2 separate regions of the Capsicum annuum genome follow, and region 2 is linked to region 1. The links are chromatin contacts, called in public Hi-C maps. All regions are on one chromosome and are shown on one strand. Each heading gives the region's core, a stretch centred on a gene start, on an enhancer-like site or on the middle of the called end of the contact. The rest is flanking DNA. Distances are from core to core; before and after follow the strand shown. Region 1 has its middle 38 kb from the start of LOC107869027. Region 2 holds the start of LOC107869044.

What was found. Hi-C and Micro-C count contacts between places; a contact is called where the count stands out from the background.
Region 2: a contact with region 1 is called in a Hi-C map of leaf, with 3 times the contacts expected there. The contact joins the promoter of LOC107869044 here to the enhancer-like site in region 1. A contact is called at or near these places in 3 of 5 Hi-C or Micro-C datasets (leaf and placenta).

Annotation. Positions count from the first base shown.
Region 1 is chr1:14,600,594-14,604,193 of UCD10Xv1.1, reverse strand. No RefSeq gene overlaps it. Among protein-coding and RNA genes, the nearest start is that of LOC107869027, 38 kb to the right of the region's middle. Within about 2 kb of position 1,758, at least 3 of the 5 cell types and tissues checked have an H3K27ac peak or open chromatin away from gene starts, as enhancers often do. A contact at or near this core is called in leaf, where this site is marked.
Region 2 is chr1:14,669,197-14,672,796 of UCD10Xv1.1, reverse strand. LOC107869044 reads right to left here and starts at 1,714. Exons shown (of 52, transcript XM_047394316.1): 1 at 1,352-1,714; 2 at 87-190. The coding sequence starts at 1,448.

The DNA.
Region 1 (3,600 bases), core at 509-3,008:
AAATTGATCGAGTATAGTATCTTGTCATAATTGTATGTGTATGTATATATGGCTATATATGTTTGCATATTTCATTTCAATTTTTTCTATTCTTTATTTCAAGGAATTGCAATCATGATCATTTTGAAAAAGTTGATAAATTAAATAAACAGATGAAATCCTCTTACTTTCAAGGTCACCATCCAAAATATGAAAAGAATAAAATTGGACAAAAAGTCAACAAACGTGGAAAGGAATTTTTCTCAAATACAATTGACAGCTTTTTAAGGGCAGTTTAGTACGAGAAATAAGAGATAATAATTCGTAATAAAATGTAAAATTATTTGATTATATGTGTAGTTAAAAGTATAATAAGTTTTGAAGAATTCTTCCCATCATTTGTATAAAATAACGAGATTAGTTATATCATATAAATATTGAAATAATAATGCCAAACACATATAATTCCCTAAATTTGATATAAACTTACATTTTGATACCTCAACTTGACATTGTTTATTTTAAACACTTAAAACTAGTGTCTTAAATTCTTTTTTACTGTTGTAAAAGATTTCACTTATAATCATGATGGGTTAAGAGAAAGATTGAGAAAGATTTAGGGAAGAGAAGATTTTTGAAAGAATATTTTTCCCACGAGATTCCGACACGGATCATAGAATTCTTCTCTTTTTTATTTTTTAATTTTTCAAGTTGATTCTTTCATATTTTCATAAAGTTCTTCAAAATTAGTGTGTGATGACATTTTTACTTTTTTCTTCCATATTTTTATAAATTTCTTTTAAATTATTGGTGGTGCTTTAGTGAATTGTGGTGGTGGTGGAAGGTGGAGTAGGTGGAAGGAAAAAGAGTGAAAGAAGAAAAAGTTTTAGTTTTAGTTTTAGGAAATTACAAAGATGGCTTTAAATGGGGAAAAAGATGAAGAAAAAAAAATAAAAATTGACTAAATATGTTCGACACGCGTTGTCAATGAGTGTATTACACTCACTTTGTTATGTCGGTAAAAGATGTTAAAATGTCAATTAATTTAGGTGATTAAAATGAACAGTAACTAATTGATGTGTCAAAATGAAAGTTAATGTCAAATTTAAAAGGTTAACAATATATTTAACCAAACAACAAATTACATGAAATAAATAACTTTGTCTATCCCATTTCCCCTTATCAAACAAACCCAATGGTGTGATATGACAATGGAATTGACAAAGGATGAGTTACTTCAATATTGTGGCACTTCATGAGTGATTAAGAGCAACATTTTCAAGTGTTTGAAACTTGGCCAAAAAATAAATAAAAGAGAGGAAGGCAAATTTCTTGGTTGGAAGTGTTGTCCCCATGACAACAATATGGCTAGTCACCAAAACCACCGTCCTAATAAGAGATATCCATATCATCATTATATTCATCTTCTTTTTCTCAAAACATAATATGGTTGTCATTATTTATTTAATAGTTTGACAGGGGGCAAAAATATAAACTAAGAAAGAGATTGAAATGGTAGTTTTCCACCTAATCGAAATCAATTGATCAAATGTGATGATAATAATATAGAGTAAAACATCTAGTACCCCTTATACTATGACCAAATTTGTTACGATATATTCCAACTTTACAGGAATTCTATTACCACCTGAACTCAATTTTAGTTTATTTTGTCACCCTTTTTAGCTGACGTGACGACGCCTTTGACGTGAACTCCATTTTCATATAATAAAGGTGGCGTGTCAGCATAAAAGGATGACAAAAATACGTTAAAATTGAGTTCAGGGGATAATAGAACCAATGTAAAGTTGGAGTATACCGTAGCAACTTTGACCATAGTTCGAGGGAGTACTGAACACTTATCTCAATAATATAAGAACAAGAAATTGAACGTTGCTTGTGACACCAGAAAATTCATTAAGATACTACGTACTACATAATTTGATTTTATGTCAAGGTGATATTATTTGCTATGTCATATCGAGGGACCTCTTTGCTTTCATATAGCTTCATATTAGGGGTAAATATAGTATGTGTAATTGGTACTAAGGAAAATGTTTTTCGAGAAAAATAAGTGATGATGAAATATGGGGTATATGGACTGGGCTTCGATTGTGTAGATGAGACAATCAACATAAAATGTCATTTATAAATCTTGCTCGTTTTTTCAAAAAAAAAAAACAAACTAATTTTTTAACATAAAAGCTAGTTATTATCCTGAATTTTAAGAACTCGTTATCCAAGAAAATATTTTTAAAAAATAGTTTGGTCAATCGAATATGAGAAAATTAAAAAAATATTCTTGGCAAAAATTTACATGTATCGGGTATATACATAAAATCAATAGATATATGACATGAGTTTAAATATAAATTTCTTTAAATTATAGGGATAATTCTCCCGAAAATACCTAAATTTTGACCGGATTTTCAGTTGAGCATACTGAACTTTGCGTGGGTTCTATAACCCTCTGGATTTTTTAAAGTGGATTTAATTCCCCCCCTCAAAACTCTATACCCAGATTCGACGCTGGCGCGTGTATTCGTTTTTACACGTGTAACACGCGCCACCTCATATTTACACGTGTCTAAGTGGGCAGATATCTGCATTAAAATACGGAAAAAAAAGTCTAGGGGGTAATAGGACCCTCGCAAAGTTCAGTATGCTCAACTGAAAATCTGGTCAAAGTTCAGGTATTTTCGTGGATATTATCCCTAAATTATATCATGATAATTAATACTCCCTTTTACTAGTCCTCTATTGACTTAGCATTCTTTTTTAATTTTAAAAATATTTATTTTTCATATTAATTATGCTTTAAAAATCTAAATTTAATAACTAGTAATTACTTACTGATAAAGATATATGGGAAGAAAAAAATAATATCTCTTAATTTAATACAATACACGAGACCACGAGTAAAAGGTAAAATTTAATTTAGAAGCATAAAAGACTTGTTAATATATAGGAACAATTGTAGTACATATATTAGTACCTCGTCAAATATCTAACGATATAAATTATGTTTTCACCAATAATTTTCTCCTCACCAAACACACTCTTCAATAAATGAAAGTTTTTTTTTTTTTTTTTTTAATACTAAACCGACACTTTAGATTATGAATTTGATTCATCCTTACTATAGTCTTGCTTATAGCATTCATTGAAATTTATTACAAGTAAAGAATAATTATTTGTTATGTACGTCGTACCAAACATTACCTAAGTATAATCATATGATTCGTATAATCGGATTAAAGGAGGAACGAATTTTTCAAAACGCAATTATAGTCACATAGAGTTAAAAAAAGTGGGAAAATTAGATAAAAGCATACGTGTAGGGCAAGTAATTAATTGATTGTCTCACTAATCACTTGCATGCACCTATTTAGTACGTTTTTGTGGGGTTAATTATTCATCACTGCATTATTATTATGATTTTCATTTGTTTTTACTTAACGTGGTTCTCATCTTTGGATTTTATATTGACGTTTAGTTAATGGAATTTGAGTGCAATTAGAGCAAATAAAGTTAATATGGTGTTTTGTCATGTGATTTGAGTTCATAGTGTTTGAAAAGAGAAAGAATTACTGCATGCAAAAGTCAGTCGACATAGTGTGT
Region 2 (3,600 bases), core at 465-2,964, 69 kb before region 1:
CCAAGAACAATCGAAATACTCAGTTCATTTTCCGGAACTCAAAACTTCAAAACAATTTATTGAGCTGTCAGGTCTTAGGGTGGAACCTTGAGTCGCACAGATCCAAGAAATCCTGCCTTGACTTTTACAGGTAACTTCAATGCATTGAGAGCCTCTGGTTTCAATTGCATATTTTTTAGTTCTACATCGCCTGTCACATATACCACAATGTGTTAGTAACCAAGCAAATATTTAATCCATAAAAAACATATGTTAACTGCCACGAACAGGATAGCAAAGTAGTACAAATTCCAATTTAAAAAACACTCATTGTCTCATTGCACAAATTCATCACACAATCAGCAATAGAATAAACATTAAAGCTCATCAAAATCATCAAGTAAGAAAAGTAGTACAAATTCCAATTTAAAAAAACACTCATTGCACAAATTCCTCACACAAATTAGTAATACCATAACATAAAAGCTCAATTTCAAAAACATTTTTAACTTTTAATAAACCTATGATATGAATGCAGGACATCAAAGTAGTACAAAATCCAATTTAAAAACACACACATTGCACAAATTCATCACACAATTAATTTAATTTTTTATTTTTTTTTTGAAAAAGGTAAAGTTAACATCACACAATTAATTAGCAATGGAATAACACAGAAGCTCAATCCCAAAAACATATTAACATTCAATCAACCTATAATGTAAATGCACAACAGCAAAGTAAGTACAAATTGCAAATTGTTTCATTTCAAAACAGCTATGACTCGTATAAACACTTAAATCGCACAAATTCATCACACAAGTAATTAATTTTTTTTTATTTTTTTTTTTGAGAATGGTAAACTTAACATCACACAATTAATAAGCAATGGAACAACACAGAAGTTCAATCCCAAAAACATGTTAACATTCAATCAACCTGTAATGTAAATGCAGAACAGCAAAGTAGTACGAATTCCAAATTGTACCATTTAAAAACAGTTAGTACTACACAAATTAGCAGTAGAAATAACATAAAAACTCATATAAACACTTAAATTGCACAAATTCATCACACATATTAAAAAGGTAAAGTTAACATCACACAATTATGGAATAACACAGCAGCTCAATCCCAAAAAACATGTTAACATCCAATCAACCTATAATGTAAATGCAGGACAGCAAAGCAGTACAATTGACAAATTGTACCATTTAAAAAGAGGTATTACACAGATTAGCAGTAAAATAACATAAAAGGCTCATATAAACACTTACTGAACAAAATCATCACAAAAAATATATATATATATATACTCCGTAGCAATAAATTGCAAATTCAATTGAGTAATGAATTAAATTAAGTAACAAACCTTGCCAAACACTGATCTTAAGAGCTTCTTTATTGAGTCCTCTAACATAGTTCCCTAAATATCTCTGTAACAAATACGCTACTTGATCTTCCAACATCTTCCCTTACTTTCTACTAATCGCCTCTTCTGATTATGAATTTCTATATGCAAATTTGAATATAAGGAAAGAAGCGATTGTGAGAAATTGGAGTGTTGTGCAAGTTTCCCATAGCGAAGAAGAACAACGAAGAAGAGTCGCGCACCGCTTTTTCTTTCTTTGCTTTACTTTCTGATTTGATTGATTAATATACGTGTATTAGTTTTCAGTTGTTCAAAAAGCTAGTAATATGGCGAAGTGATGAGGGGGGTTTTGAGATTTTTCTCTTTTGCTATCTTTAAATCATTTTCATTTTTAATAATCTATATACACGTGGAGCAACTAATTTCTTGCTGAGTAATTTAGGCTTATCACGTGCTACTCACGTGTTACCATTAACTCGATTTGGCCATTTGACTCAAATTTTAAGTTGGATCTTGCCTAGGAGTCAATATTAACATTTTTTTTAAATAGTCGTAATGTTCTGGTTCAGTTTTTGGATATCCCCATCAAATTCATTGAATATTCACTATTTTCTATTAATAATCAGAGATGAATTTATTAAGATCCATGAAAATAGCACGTCATTCAAAAAATTCGATAAAAATTCTCTCTCACTCTCTCTTTATAGATAAAAAGGTATATGTATAGTGATATATTCAATTAATAAACATATTACCCACAATATCAAAGTGATATCTAATGCAAATGGTAAGGTGTGTTTTTAATGGCCCAAGGTGAAGCTTTTTTTTTTAAGCAAAGCCTACTACTTAGGTGTAACTTATGTTTTGCATACATTTATGCTAATTACAGTTTCCTAATTATATAATTAATTATTATTTTTTATTTTTTTATTTCTTTAGCTGTTAATAAATAATTTAATATCTCTCCCCCAAATTGAAAAAACTCTATCGCTATTCCTCTCAATTTTCAAATCACGACGATTTCACGATCTCTATTTCTTGACTTTTGAATTTTGGTTCACTACCTGCTGCCGACAGTCGGATTTCATCGTCGCCGCCAATATCGCAAAAGTCTTACCTTTGAAGATTAAGGTAACTCTCAAATCAACAAAAATTAGTTTCATAAGATTATACTCATGAAGACACTTTCTACAAAGTTGCTTAAATTATGAATTTTTTTCATTTGAAGTGATTGTTCAAACTTCTATATCGAACTTAAGATGTGCAAATTATGTCGATGGATCACTTCCCAAAACATAATAGCAAAATCTCTTACATTAGATAAATCACAAACTTTCTGAATTATTGGGGTGATTACCAGTGCTCCTAAATTTTGGCCAAAAAAATTAACACTTAATACAAAAATGTAAGGAAGGACAAAGATTAGTGTGCTAATTGACCTCCCCATTTTTATTTTCCCTGCTTTGATATATTCAAATTATCTTGGTTTTGAATTGAGAAAGTGTTCTATTTTTGTGAATTTAGATGGAGAAATTTTTCAGGAAGGTTAATTATTCTCAGTCAAGTTCTGGTAATGCTAATGTCACTCGTTCTTGTCTTGTAACTGATCGTTGATCGTTTTCAGAGTATGAAAACTCGTTGTGGGCAATTGTAATGAATTGTGGATATTATGATATTAGTAATATTATTAAAAGTTTAAGTTTGGTCATTTTATTACTGTTCTTTCATTATTGATTGATTTGTTAATTGGCCTATAAACCGAAAAGAACAATAATTCGATTGATTTATCGATAAGTTTACTTGACACCCGAAGAGTTCGAATCAATAATTCGATTGATTTATCGATAAGTTTACTTGACACCCGGAGAGTTCGAATCCTGGATCCACCTCTGCCAATAATAAATACTTTCTCCATTCTATCTTAATTTATCATCTTACTGGAAATAATGTTTCATATTAATCAACTACTTACTAAATTGAAATAAAATTAATTAATTTTTCTGCTTTATTCCTATAATTAATAGTATACATCAAATGTGAAAAATTACAATTCGCATGTCCATTTCTATATCCAATGAACATTATTAATATGAATAAATAATAAAATAATAAAATATATTATTTTATTTATAATTTTTTAATTATCATATAAAATAAAATATACTCAACTAAAATAAAATAGAAAAATACCAGATAACTTTCCCCGCAAAACACATATTAAAAAATACTAAATGTTTTTTTAAGTAACT